5 separate regions of the Mus musculus genome follow, and all the other regions are linked to region 4. The links are chromatin contacts, called in public Hi-C, HiChIP or PLAC-seq and promoter capture Hi-C maps. All regions are on one chromosome and are shown on one strand. The core of a region is the stretch at or near the end of the contact, and the rest is flanking DNA. Distances in the headings are between cores, read along the strand shown.

The links. Promoter capture Hi-C pulls out the DNA fragments that hold promoters and counts their contacts. A called contact is a pair of places that touch in the nucleus more often than the background predicts. HiChIP or PLAC-seq counts read pairs in DNA pulled down with a chosen protein or histone mark.
Region 1: a contact with region 4 is called in an H3K4me3 HiChIP or PLAC-seq map of pro-B cells, with 11 times the contacts expected there. The contact joins the enhancer-like site here to the promoter of Zfp770 in region 4. A contact is called at or near these places in 3 of 39 promoter capture datasets (cranial neural crest, hippocampal neurons and liver) and 2 of 115 datasets of contacts at active chromatin or transcription factors (large pre-B cells and pro-B cells).
Region 2: a contact with region 4 is called in an H3K4me3 HiChIP or PLAC-seq map of embryonic limb bud, with 14 times the contacts expected there. The contact joins the enhancer-like site here to the promoter of Zfp770 in region 4. A contact is called at or near these places in 8 of 39 promoter capture datasets (the 3T3-L1 cell line, cranial neural crest, frontonasal cranial neural crest and 4 more) and 1 of 115 datasets of contacts at active chromatin or transcription factors (embryonic limb bud).
Region 3: a contact with region 4 is called in a promoter capture Hi-C map of second pharyngeal arch cranial neural crest. The contact joins the enhancer-like site here to the promoter of Zfp770 in region 4. A contact is called at or near these places in 11 of 39 promoter capture datasets (the 3T3-L1 cell line, 3T3-L1-derived adipocytes, cranial neural crest and 7 more), 4 of 115 datasets of contacts at active chromatin or transcription factors (embryonic stem cells, forebrain, pro-B cells and 1 more) and 2 of 9 other capture datasets (embryonic tail and embryonic trunk).
Region 5: a contact with region 4 is called in a Hi-C map of B cells, with 6 read pairs. The contact joins the promoter of Spred1 here to the promoter of Zfp770 in region 4. A contact is called at or near these places in 8 of 39 promoter capture datasets (the 3T3-L1 cell line, cranial neural crest, embryonic stem cells and 5 more), 1 of 484 Hi-C or Micro-C datasets (B cells) and 4 of 115 datasets of contacts at active chromatin or transcription factors (astrocytes, embryonic forebrain, embryonic stem cells and 1 more).

Annotation. Positions count from the first base shown.
Region 1 is chr2:117,167,903-117,170,602 of GRCm38.p6, reverse strand. The region is part of intron 4 of Spred1 (sprouty protein with EVH-1 domain 1, related sequence); the gene reads right to left. Among named protein-coding and RNA genes, the nearest start is that of Mir674, 16 kb to the left of the region's middle. Within about 2 kb of position 1,327, at least 4 of the 459 cell types and tissues checked have an H3K27ac peak or open chromatin away from gene starts, as enhancers often do. A contact at or near this core is called in pro-B cells, where this site is marked.
Region 2 is chr2:116,638,618-116,641,317 of GRCm38.p6, reverse strand. No RefSeq gene overlaps it. Among named protein-coding and RNA genes, the nearest start is that of Gm13990, 240 kb to the left of the region's middle. Within about 2 kb of position 1,272, at least 1 of the 459 cell types and tissues checked has an H3K27ac peak or open chromatin away from gene starts, as enhancers often do. A contact at or near this core is called in embryonic limb bud, where this site is marked.
Region 3 is chr2:116,811,857-116,814,556 of GRCm38.p6, reverse strand. The region is part of intron 3 of Gm13990 (a long non-coding RNA gene); the gene reads left to right. Among named protein-coding and RNA genes, the nearest start is that of Gm13990, 65 kb to the left of the region's middle. Within about 2 kb of position 1,341, at least 15 of the 459 cell types and tissues checked have an H3K27ac peak or open chromatin away from gene starts, as enhancers often do. A contact at or near this core is called in second pharyngeal arch cranial neural crest, where this site is marked.
Region 4 is chr2:114,200,009-114,202,708 of GRCm38.p6, reverse strand. Zfp770 (zinc finger protein 770) reads left to right here and starts at 1,277. Exons shown (of 2, transcript NM_175466.4): 1 at 1,277-1,372.
Region 5 is chr2:117,119,661-117,122,360 of GRCm38.p6, reverse strand. It overlaps Spred1 (sprouty protein with EVH-1 domain 1, related sequence), which reads right to left and starts at 1,290. Exons shown (of 7, transcript NM_033524.3): 1 at 605-1,290. The coding sequence starts at 636.

The DNA.
Region 1 (2,700 bases), core at 78-2,577, 3.0 Mb before region 4:
CTCTGTAACAATTGTCTCCAGCCATTAATTTCTCCAGAACTCACTTTTTAAAGTTAGAAAATAACTGTAACATTTAAGTGAAAAGTAGTCATCACACCAGGAATCAAGCAATTAAAGTTTAAAATATATAGGATCTACTGCCAAGTAAAGCCAATTATGTCAAAACCAGCTATCTTATATTGTGACCTCTTTCCTAACAGTTGCCCCAGAATGACAACTAATGTTAAATCATTGAAAGGAAGTTGGCTAAATACTGTTACTCAGTACACATTTTAAAAACTGGAAAGAGAAAAAGGAGAGGAGAGGAGAGGAGGGGAGGGGAGGGGAGGGGAGGAGAAACAGAAACTTGCTTATTTGTTTAAGAATTTTTAAAACTACCTACCCCATACAAACGAAATATAAGACAATGTAAAAACCAAACGGTTAAGAGAAAGGACCTTGGAGGTTTTGATTCACTTTTTAAAAATAGGATATAAAATTAATATGACCAACTTTTTACTATAAACTGGTTATAATATCAGCCTTAGAGCTAGATGGGATACTTATAAATTCTTAACCATGAGTTGGAGCAGCAATAGTAATTATATGATAACTTTATCTTTAGTGATATCAAGTTTTTTGATTAGGTTGTCTTTTACTGAAGTACAGCCTAATTGAGAAGTCAATTAAGAATTCTAAATTAATGTTGGGTACTAGCCCTTGTATAGCCAGGCAATGTCCTGGGTTCTATCCCCAGCACCGTAAGGAAGCAACAAAATGTTTCTTCCAAAACAGTTAAGTCTTATGTAAATTTTATATGCAAACAAACACAGATCAGTTATATTGTCTAAGCTTGCTATGATGACCTGGGTAGAATTCTGTATTTCTGTTCTGTGAAGTTGAGCAATAATTTGTAAGTATATACCTAAATGGGTCTCAGACATTAAAAACCCAAAGTCTCATTTGGATATGAGAAATGACCCAACAAGTGTTTGAAAGTGCTATGCATACAATGTATAACAAAGTATGTATTACTTATATATTATAAAAAGTCAAACTAACATTTTATACAATGTTGAACCAGATGAGCCAGTTTGATAATTTTTGTTAATTTCTTTCATAAATTATTAAGATTATGCTTTTCCCCCTTAGTTCTGGCATATAATCATAATGTTAAATATACTCTACCAGTGAACTAGTCACTGTTATTTTAAATAATATATCTTTTTTTATACACCCTGGTCTGATGTTCCCAATTGAGTAAGATTAAGTCTTTATGTACATAAAATGACTTTCTAAACAGTGAGCCTTTCCAGCCACTACTTTCCAGTCTACTTCCTCTTCTCATTACTCACCGTGTGACTGAAAGCACCCCCCACACCCCTCCCCATCTCCTGTATCCTTCCTGCCTATTAGACTTTAATGTGGATTCAAGCTGATCTTCTTTCAGACTTTGTCCATCATTTCTCATAAAGACTGGGTTTTATCTCAATGCTCTACGTAAAGTCCCAAGTGCCAAGGCTGTAAGAGACTGGCACACACTAAGTGGGGAGGGTAAGAATCAGAACCCCAGACGCTTTGCTAAGGTTAAGTAACTGCGGGCTCCTAGGGACGCACTGGGAAAGAAACAACTGTTCACAACGTTCAACTTTATCTTAAAAGCACTGCTCAAGAATTTCATCCTTGAAGTTATCACAAATCAATTTTTTAAATACGTGGCTAGATGATATCCAATAAGGCAAAACTTTAATTATAAGTATACATAAATATATATAAACTATAGTAGTCAAAAACTGTATAAAGTACAAAAAAAATTCCTAATTTTTTCAACTTAACGTAATCACACACATTCCCATGTTCCTAGTGCCCATTCAGTTTAGATATGGCCACAATCAACTCCTACTCTGTTTAACAGATCTCCTCAGGTGCTTTTTATGATTAGAAATAAAGTAGATTCCGCACGTGCACTCCAGGGTCTAACTAAATATGTAGCCCTGGTATTCTGGAACTCACCATGTCATCTAGGCTGTCATGGAGATCTGTCAGTATGTAGGCCTGAGATTAAGAGTATGTGCTGCCATGTTTCCCTCAAGAATTTTATCTAGAAACACCACTAGCATAGATTATTCTACTTAAGCAACCTTAATATAGCAATTATGATGAAACAGTAAGGAGGGAAAATAAAATGTCAAGACATAATATCTGTTGAAAAATAACACTACAGAAAAGTCAGTCCATGTCCTGGCTTACATTAACAAAATATTCCAATGTAAAGTTAATTTGGCATAAAGGTACTTTTAAGTTTGCAGAGATTGTTTACTGTTCCTAGATCTATTTTTTAGATAATAAGCAATAGTTATATAGTTCTTGCTATCTACATAAATCTTCATATAACCCTTTTTGACAACCCTATTTATTTCTAAGATTCTAGCCCAAGATTACACTTTACTTTAACTTGAATAAAGGGCTGGAGAGATAGCCCAGTGGTTAAAAGCACTGGTACTCTTTCAGAGGACCTGGGTTCAATTCCTGGCACCTCCATGGCAGCTCACCATTGTAACTCCAGTTCTAGTTGATCTGACACCCTCACAGACATACATGCAAGCAAAACACCAATATACTTAGAATAAAAAGAAATAAACCTTAAGAAAAACTTTGAATAAAAGTGTATGTGACGTATGGATAATAAAGTGCAACCTAACAAGCTTTGGAAACTTTTAA
Region 2 (2,700 bases), core at 23-2,522, 2.4 Mb before region 4:
GTTGATATAAAGAGAGACAGCAAAGCAGATGAGAGCTCTGCTCTTTCTGGAGTCAGTTTACTTAGACCAAGGTCTGGTCTTGCCACTACTTCATTATGTGACCGTGGGAGAGACATTTAGGCTTTCCACAGACTGGTATATTCATCTGTAAGTCAATTATGAATTCTTACCTCACAAGGTTGTTGTGTGGACCAAATGAAATGGAGTGTCTAGTTAGCTCAGTTCCATATTCACAGGAAACACATAAATATTCACTACTTCATAAAGCACATAAGATGACTTTCCCACAACTTGAGAGTATTAATGCCTTGTTAGAAAGGGCATCACCCATTTTTCTCAAATGGATAATGTTGCTGGTTTAGATGGCACTGTGCAAAAATCTGAAGTTAATTCTCTGGGAAGATAGACCTTTGGTTTGGTGTCACTTTAAAAAAACCCTCTTAAAATGTCTACATTATTACTTAGACATGTTTTCACTAAGAGTTCCTTAATAAGAATGAAATTTGTATATTTTCACTACATCTTCAGTGAACTATGAAGAAAGGTAGCCTGGTCTTTGGTTGAGCTAAGGCTAGAAGCCCTGGAGACCCTGAAGGGACCAAGCCCCTGTCACTAGATGCAGTCTCACACACCTGTTCTCTTAGAAAATTCTGAAATTCTATTCTTTTCTATCTTGTTCTGCCCATTCTGTTTTAATCTGTCTGGTGTCTGTGTCCTGCTAAGTCCTGGAGTCACGCTACTGTAAGCACTGAGGGACTGACATTGTCATTGACTAAGGATCTTGAAACTCTCAGAGGCAAGCATGTCAACAAACAGCAGTCACCAATCGACCATTGCACTTGCACACAAACAAACACAAATAGAAAACATGCTACAAACCCTCCATTTTTATAAGCTTTAGGAACCTGTCTGATTCGCTCTGTTATTGCCCACACACTTTAAAAGTCATGTATTATTTCCTGGCAAGCATTTGAAACTAGAGAGGACTGCACTATGGAGGGCGGAATGAGGCTGGAGAAATTGGCTCCAGATTGTATTTATTTCTTATTATGGAGCTCAGCATCTTTATGTTCCCTCATCAACAAAAAGACCCCCCCCACACACACACACACACTTGGTGCTCTCTGTTTATATTCACCTGCTACTCAATTAACACCCCATCAAAATGCATACTTGCTGGGGTTTATTGTCGGACCACTGCATCGCAGCCTTTAACCCTCTCTCTCACCTACATTACACATGGAGTTAGACACAGTCCCCTGACTGTGCTTAGAAAACATGGCTTTTCATTTGGTGTTTGTGTAAAGTTTTTCTTGGGCGTATTACTCTGGGTGTTCATAATGCTGTAACTGAATCTCCGTGTGTCTGACATTTATTACCTTCCAAAGGACTGTAAAACTCACTTTTCTCTTTTAACTGTGACTGCTGACATGCTACATAAAATAAACTTTAAATATTACCTATAAATTAATTAGCATTTTTCTTGTATTAGGAAAAGCCAGTGAAGACTTAGCAACCTTGACCTGGTATATTTAGAAAGCTTAATTGGACTGCATGCTAATCACAGAGAAGTAATTCTTACTCAGTTTTCATTTTCATTCCTTGTGCTTATGTTTATATTAACCAAGTAAAAGATATTATAAACTAAAAGATTTATAGAAAGTTAACTATAATAAATTTCAAGAACAAAACTTGCAACTCCCACTTCAAAATTATTTCGCTGATTCTGTACTTCCAATTTTTTTTTGTTTTTCTTAAATATGTAAATTTCTATTAACTCTTTGTGTGTTTGCATGTGATTCTGGGTATTAAACCTCACACATCCCAGAAAACACTGCCCTTAACCACATTCCCAGCCCCCATCCATTCTTATACATAAATACTATACACTATAGTATATAAATATTTATAAGTATTTTGCTTTTATATATAAATCATGATTTTGTGGATATAGTAAAATGCGTTGTAATATATGTATTTTGGTTAAAGAGAATATGTATTAATCACATTTTGTATCCTGTTTTCAGTTCTTATATTCTAGGTGATGGCTAGTTTTATGTCAACTTGATGCAAGTGAGAGTCAGTTTGAAAGAGGGAACCTTACCAGATTGACCTGTGGGTAAAACTGTGTGTGACTCCCCCCTCACATTTCTATTTCTTTTTATGAAGGTTTGAATAAGAGTGATCCATAGAAGGACTAAAGTAACCACACTTTGGTCTTCCTTCTTCTTGAACATCATGTGGTCTGTGAATTGTATCTTGGATATTCTGAGTTTCTGGGCTAATATCCACTTACCACTGAGTATATACCACGTGTGTTCTTTTATGATTGGGTTACCTCACTCAGGATGATATTTTCTAGTTCCATTCATTTGCCTAAGAATTTCATAAATTCATTGTCTTTAATAGCTGAGTAGCACTCCATTGTGTAAATGTACCACATTTTCTGTATCCATTCATCTGTTGAGGGACATCTGGGTTCTTTCAAGCTTCTGGCTAGTATGAATAAGGCTGCTATGAACATAGTGGAGCATGTGACCTTATTACATGCTGGAGCATCTTCTGGGTATATGCCCATGAGTGGTATTGCTGAGTCCTCAGGTAGTACTATGTCCAATTATCTGAGGAACATTTTTAGAAGGGGGAACAAAATACCTATGGGAGGAGATACAGAGACAAAGTGTTGGAGCAGAGACTGAA
Region 3 (2,700 bases), core at 92-2,591, 2.6 Mb before region 4:
CAAAATGTCCCGAGACATGCTAAATATGTAGTTGCTTAATTGCAAAGCCAAAATAGATTACACACAGCCCCACAGAATGTAAGACATCTGCTTTGTTTGAAGCAAAAAGAAAGACATAGGGGGTTTGGGGGGCATGGGGGGTGTGGTGTGGGGAGTGTGGTGTAGGGGATGGGGGTGGGGGTGGGGGTGGGGCTGGGCATTTAGTTGTGACCTGCTCCAGCACTGAGCAACTTAGTAGTTAACTAGGAGTTTAATTGTGTCCCAGAAAGACCACTGCCTAGAGTCTGGCTTAGAGGCTGATGAGGACACAGGCCAAAGCTGAAATGTCACACCAGAGAGATCAGTCGAGGCAGGCAGTGGCGTGGACACTCATAACTGGGGCAGAGAGATCACAGGGTCAACTGTTTCTCGTCTAGCAATCACAAGCCTGTGCACAGGAAATTCGGAATGGAGAAGAAAAAGAAAGTAGACCTAAAAGTTAAAAACATCCAGCACCAAATTTTATAGAATCACCCTTCACTCAGAGTTTGTCATTCTGTTATTAACTTCAGATACCCTTAAATACTGACTTATAAAAACAAATCATATAGCAAACCTTTGGTCATTTCTCATGGTGTCAGAAGAATAAATTCACCTGTAAAATTTCCATTTACGGGCATCGGTGATTCAGTTTCACGTTGACTTGCTCTAGAGCCGTAATAACATTGCTCTTTGGTTGTTTGATTGTAGTTTTGGCTAGTGTTACACATGTTTAGTCTCAAACAGAGGGGTTTATTTGTTTAAAGCTGCCTTCTCTCTGTGTGAGTTTACTTGTTTGCTCACTGGCCCAAGTGAGCACCCCTCTCTGGGGATTCCTGTCCCACGAGTGTGTAACAGAGTCCAGATGCAGCGTGAGAGTGTGCTGTTTGACAAACAAAACCAAACCCTGGAACTGCCTGTGAGTTGTTGATAAATCTTTCCATCGGAATTACACTTGTCTAAGTAGCAAAGATGCAACATTCGCTTCCCATTCGGTATTTGAACGTGCAGAAGGCAGGTTTAATTGCTCCCCACAGGCAGGAATTTGGCAGAGGGAAAGCAGATTATTTTAATCGTTCTGTCTAGCTATATTTTAAAGCGACCCCAGCTACAGTGCCTGCACATTTGTGTTGGCATTAATAGAACAAAAATGTGTATTGGACTTGAAAGGTGTTTTGATAGTAAGTAAACATATTTATTTTCCACCTGATTCTCCTCCGTGGCTGTACTTGCTCTGCCAAAAAGGCAGCTGAGGGGGCGGGGCCAGCAGCAGGGCCCATTAGGAACCAAAGCTTCATTTTCAGGTTTTGAGTGCAGGGTCAGTTTAACTAAGCACCACCCACGGCATCCAATAACAGAGGTTTTGGTTTGTAAGCCGCAGAACAGCTGCTAGTGAGCTAACAAACCAGAGGCCTTCCTTTAACATTTCATTTCCTCTTTGGAAAAAAAAAGTGATTCATTTTATATGCTCATCATTACACACACACACACACACAGACACACACACACACACACACACACACACACACAATTTAATTGATTCTCTGTATAGGCAAAACGTGTTAAGAAGGTGTAGTACAAGATGTCCTGAACACCAGCGTATGGCAGTTCATGTTTATTTATAAACGAAGTCAAGAACAGTTGAATAGAAAAACTTTTGAATCCTCTCGGTGTACCACTTCTGATCCCTCCTATAAACTGGGGGAAGCCGTCTGTCTCTCACTTAGCTTGAGACACTGTTTAAGCCTACTTGGGATATCCTTCCCTTGGACACTGACTGTTTTTTGGTTTGTTCTTTTCCTCCCAGCAGATAGACATTGTTCCCAGATAGTATGCTGGAGACACAGCTCTTTCTCAGGTTTGCCTTGCCTTAAAATTAAATGGGATGTCCCAGTGGGCAGACTGTGAGAAAATGGAGATCCCTCTCTGTGTTTCTTCTTACAGGCTAAGGAGACATCTCCATTTCCAGCATTCCCCCCAGTGAGCACATCTGCTTTAGCCAGTGTTGTCCTCAGCTAGGTCAATTGGCTTGGGGGTGGGTGGGGGTAGTGGGGGTTGTGGGGGTGGGGTAAATGACCTGGCTGAGGTCATTCCTTTCCCAAAGTGATACAACATTCATTAGTTTGCACAAGTGTTGAAACTGCTTAGTGGTTCAGGACCTCAAGAAACAAAGTTTGCTGCCTTCTCAAGAAATGAATCATGTATCCAAATAGAGATACTAGAGCCTGTTGTGTGAGCAGGGGTGGGGAGCAGAGTAAGCCAGCTGCCAGGCCAGGTGAGAAAGCAGACTCTTAGGGAGGGAAGGAGAGGGAGAGAGGGAGAGAGGGAGAGAGGGAGAGAGGGAGAGAGAGAGGATTTTCTATCAATTTAAAGAACTCCCCCCAATTATTTCTCAGTAAAGAATATTTCCCTAATGTTGAACAGGGTACCCTCTATTACCACGTTTATCATAGCAAAGTGTGAGACTGCGTGAGTGGTGGGTGTTTTGTTGTGACATCTGAACTATTTGTAAATATTGTTCACAGCTTTCTTAGCATATTTTAGCGAGGCAACATTTCAGCAAAGTATAATTTATTGCACATGATATAGATGGTGAGCTTCCCAACCCATTTATTCTCAGTGTCTCCACAAAAGCAAACTGACACTAGGCCACTCAGTGCAATGGGGTTCAACTAAGGCTCC
Region 4 (2,700 bases), core at 28-2,527:
AAAATACCTGAGAGTACAAGTTGATAAAGACTTAGCCCAGCTTCACTCAGCCACCTTCTTCCTACAAATTCAAGAAGACTCCTTAGCTGAAGTAGTCCTACAGAGTCAAAGGGCTCTAAATTTATTGTTCTTAAAAGAAGGGGGCTTATGTATGGCCCTTGGAGAGCAAGGTTGTTTATAAGTTAATCACTCTGGGGTAATCAGGGACACTCTGGTAAAAATTAGAAGTAACATCCTTGATAGGGAACAACAGAGAAAGAAAGAAAACAGAGCTGGTATGAATCCCTTTTGAATTGGTCCCCTGGGTTAACTTCACTCATCACAGCCTTGGTTGAGCACCCCCCCCCAGCCCCCGATGCTTATATTTTCTAATGATAAACTTTGAGTCCTGCATCATTAATGCCTTGATTTCCTTTATCAAGAACAGAATTTCCCCTGTTCAGTTGTTGGCCTCTAGACCTAGTCTATCAGCTTAAAGGTCAGTCAGCTCTGCTTTGTCTAGATAGCCTATATGTTGCAAATGTTGTAAATGCTGCAAATGCACCTATTCCATAGAAAAACTGGTTCTGATGCTTGCTCCCATCACAGATTTGTATTTGGAGTGTGCATTCAATAAATCATCCATTCCTTACTGAGATTGGTGTCTGAGTCGTTTGTGTGGCTATTCCTGGACCCTAATAAGGGTTCTATCATTTCACAAAGCTTTTGTATTTGGTATAATGTCGAGTATTTTACATGCATGTTGTCCAAAGACATCTTACATAAATCATCAAAGAAGACCCAAAATGCTGGGCAAAGAGTTTTCTATATTGTAAATGTCCAAAATACATAGAACTAGTGAAATCAGCAAGACCAGCCCCTGGCAGGACAATGGATAGGGCCCCTGAGAGAAGCTGATTCTGTATGCCTTCACCTCTTGGTCGTATTTACAGAAATATGAAATGCTGAGAACAGTCGTGATCTAGAATGTACCTAATACTGAGAGTTTTACCAACAGCCCTGAGCTTACAAAAAATTATGAATGGGCTTTGAACTCTAATCATGGATTCCAATAAGAGCTGGCGTTTTACAGTCCTTTCTGGGACTTCCACAATGAAGGGTCGGTAACAGTAGGGCAGAAAGTGCATGCATCCATTTAGAGTCTTCCTTTTTCTCTCCTTGGAAATTGCAGCACTGGGTGGATAAAAAGCAAGCAAGGGCCCAAAGATCGTGAGAGGATGTTTCCGGACGGACCACATTCAGAGCGCGCCTGAACGCCGCGCTTGCGCACTCAGCCAGTCGCCGCGCTGACCCTGCGGACGTGAGCTTGCCTGCCGTCTTGGCGAAACCCAGGCTCTGAGATGCGTCCCTGCCCGGCGTTTGCCAGCTCCGGGTGAGTGTGGAGGACCCCAGAAGCCTGCGTGCGAGATGGAACGAATCCCGGGGAGGGTCAGGCCTGCCCAAGTCCCGCCGAGGTTCCTGGGGATCCGAACAGGGTGCCACGACCTCGGCTCCTTGCATGTGCTTCGTCAGAGCGGTAAACTCAAAAGAGCTGAGCCCCGCGCCCCATCTCCTGGGGTCGAATCACTTATTTCCCATCTTTCACTCAGCTCTTCCCCTGCACCCCATCTTCTGGCTGCAGTCAGTGGAGCTTTCACCCTTGCCCTTCTTTTCTAGGCATGGGATATCACAGTCCCTGAACTCGGCTTGACCCCTGCAGACTCCTTACTTGCACAGCAGATGAGGCCAAACACATAGCTTCCGTCTAGGGAAAGGTGATGCATGGATGGTTCAAGGCCAAGAGAGTGGGCCATGGAGAGAAAAAGAAAAAAAAAAAAAAAAGAAAGAAAGAGGCGAAGACTGTTGTAAATGTTACCATAGATAATTCTCCAGTTGGAACTCTTAAGTTTCTCTACGGTGTTTTATTTCTTTCTTGTAATTTATTTTGTATTTTGTGATTTTCTTTTAAAGAGGTATTTGCAAAGACAGTGCTACTTTCAACCTTGAAACAACATTGGATTTTATCGATGTCAGTTTTTATAGTTACTTGGCTTAACGTTGTGTGAGCTCCTATCATGTTATAATGTCTGGATAGTCATTGAGGCACATCCATTGGTTTGTCATGTTTCACTTTAACGTGAAAATTAGCTTTTGTGTATTTTTTAAAAAGTTTAAAAAGCCAATGGGGGAAAAAAGATCAGGTGAATGGGATTTAAACCTCTAAGTCCACAGGGGGGATTGTGCTTGGAGTGTGGAAATCCCTGACCTTTTACTTATAAATAGGAAGTGAGATCACCACTTGCCACAAATGATTCTGACAAGGTAGGGTTCGCAGTAAGTGCGTATCCAATCCTAATACTAGTGATAGCTACTTGACCGCAGACCCTTTTGAGTACAGGAGCTAGAGGTAGCCAGTGCCTGTTGTTTATAATCATATAGTTGCCTTGTGTTGTTTTAGTGCGAGACTTTTTGTTTTTTTGAGAGAGGGTGGTAGTCTGTAGAATCAGTAAGTGGAAGGAGAAGTATACAAAAAGATTGGAGAAGTTCTTGAGTTCCCCACACTCAAACCCTATAGTTTGACCTTAGGCAGTTACAAGGTTTTGCCCACCAACTTCCTGGGGAGAAGCTGCCTTCCCATTCCATACTTAGTATGGAGTCAGTGCAGTACAGAGGTTTTTTTCCTCCCTTTAGCCCTTCACCAGCCCTCTCCTGGCACAGCCC
Region 5 (2,700 bases), core at 41-2,540, 2.9 Mb before region 4:
GACGGGTTCAATACTCTCGAAGGTTAAAAAAATAATAATAAAAAAACACAATAGCTCAACATCGCCCACACTCCAGGTGTCCTTAATCCTATTTAATTCTTAAAATGTTTCCCTAACCCTATCTTTTTACTAGAATAGTATAGGTCATAAGTTTAAAAAGTGGGGCGGGGGGCGAAGGCTTAATCGGTATTTAGGAGTCACTGAGTCATCGAATTAGGATTCAAGAGCAGTTTGCGGCTGGAGGTGCTCCCACACATTAGTTTCCGAGCGAAATAGCTGTAGAGGCAGGGTGGCTGGATGTTCAAGGTGTTTGGGGAGGGGGGGCGGGTTTGACGCCGGAGTGAAGGGCAGGCAAAGGGTAGTTTCTACTCCACTTTGAGCTACCCACATTATTACTCTGTCTCGGAGACGTCCGACTGCTACGCCGCCTCTGCACTGCACTCGATACCCTTCCCCAAGCAGAGAGGCGAAAATGCACGAATGAAAAGGGGTGCTGCCATTAAAGAAAATGGCCCGACACATCGGGCATCTATCACCTCCCGGGCGGGACGGGCTGGGGGGAGGGGGCTGCCCCCCGGGCTCAACCAGGCCAGGGCTCGCTTACTCGTTGTCAGAAGTCGCCGTCTCCTCGCTCATCTTTCCCTCACCGTGATCCGATCAGGAGATGGAGGAGCAACAGCAGGCAGGGAAGCAGCGGCAGCGGCGGCACCGAGGGGCGGCGGGCGACGACGGCCGGCGGGGCGCGCGGGCAGCGGCTCGGGGGCCTCACCATGGTGGATGCCTCACTCGGAGCGGTGCCCCGCGAGCCGGGCAGCCCGGCCACCCCCGCAGGGGGGCGGCGGCAGCAAGCGCGGCCGTGGCGACCCCAGCGGTTTGCCGCGCCGAGGTCGAGTGCGAAGCCGAGACGGCGCGGGCGACTGCGGGCGCTGAGGGGGACGCGGCCGGTGGCTGAGGCGGTGCTGCTCTCAGGGGCGCGGCGACGGGCGGGCGGCGGGAGCCGGCGGGGGGCAGCCGAGCGCTGGCTGCGGGAGGCGGCGCGGTCCCGCCGAGGTGCCGCGCACCATCTCCCGCCTGGCCGCCGGCTGCCCGCGCGGCGCGCCTGGTCGGCCCTCAGGGGCTGCCTCGGACGCGCTCCAGCTGAGGGGCCGCAGGCAGGGCGCGAGGCGAGCGTCGGAGCCCGAGGGCACAGTGCCGAGCGGCGGCGACGAGGGCCGAGATCAGCGCTGCTCGGCGGCCCGCTCCTCACGCCCGCGAGAGGGGAGCCGCGAGGGGGGCGGCGGAAGCGCTCACGCCGCCCGCTCCTTCCGCCGCTCGAACCGGGGGCGCCCGCGGGAGAGGCAGGCGAAGTAGTCCCTCGCGACTTCTGGGCCGCCGGGGCTCGCGCGGGTGCGGCTGGGCGGACGTGGGGCGCGGCTGCAAGCCGGAGGCGCGGGGCCTCTGAGGGGTCGGGGGGAAACCTAAAAGCCGCGGCCCGCAGTCGAATCACTGCAGCTCTGGATCGTGGGCAGCATAACAAGTTTCAGGAAAGTAGTTCCCTCCTCCCCTCGCTTCCCAAATCGTCGGGCAGCGGGAGCGGGGCGAGGAGGGTGGCGGAGGGATATGTCGCTGCACTGCATCGCGCGCGTGTGCGTGCGCGCGCTCCAAACTCTTGGCACGCCGAGGAAAGGGGGCGGGGGTGGGAGCTGTGAGCCGAGCTGCTCCGGGACTGGCATTGTTGCGACGCTCAAGTCCCCGTTACTCGGCCTGGGATATCCGGGTTGCCGGGACAAGCGGGCAGCACACCGTGTGCTCGGGGAAGAAATCGGGAGGCCACTCCGTACTGCTCAGTGCGCGTGCACGCGCGCGCGTGTGTTGTGTTTTTCTTGCAAAGAATGGAACTGGCATGAGTTCATCTCTTAGTGGGGGTTACAGGCCAGGACTGCAAAGCGAGCTCCTCCTGCTGTCCCTCTAGTTGCATTGCTGCAGTTCCCTTGCTTCTTGCACAAGGGTAGTTGTGTGCGTGTGATGTGTGTGTGTGTGTGTGTGTGTGTGTGTGTGTGTGTGTGTGTGTGTGTGTGTGTGTGTAGAAAGAGTTGGTTTCAATACCTCGCAGCGCGATCCTCACTGCGCAAACAGCATGCAATGCTGGGCATTCATCTCTGGAAGCACGAGTGCTTGTTAATGGAGAACGGCTTCCATTGAAGCCCGGGGTAGGCGGGTTACATGAATCTGGCGCATCCAGCAGCACAGGAAATAACTCCCGCTGCGAGCGAGGTTGCATAACTATAGCGCAGGAGAAGCCTGTGTGGCACGAACTTTGGCGAACAGAGGCGGAACGGTTGTTGGATAGGCAGCTGTCACGTTTGCATTGTCAGAGGACAATGTATGCAATCATCCCAAAAGATCTTTTTTGCACAAGAACCTTCTAAGGTTGAGGGCTGGAGCCTGGGATCTTTGTGACCGGAGGGCTAGGAACTCCTAGCTCTATAAATTCTATTATCTTGTCTCTAAGAAGTCAGCTTATACACAAGATGGCCTGGGGGACTGACTCCCTAGCGCTCCTAAGTTCCTGTGGCGTCTCCCTAGGCGGTTTTGCGATAGGCTTTTCACTTTGTTCTCAAGTTTACTTAACCCCCGGGGAAGGAAGCTTCCTGTTCCAGCCACCTTGAGAGATAGAACAATTCCAAGGGAAGAAGTCCAGCGGGCCTCCTAAGGAAACCG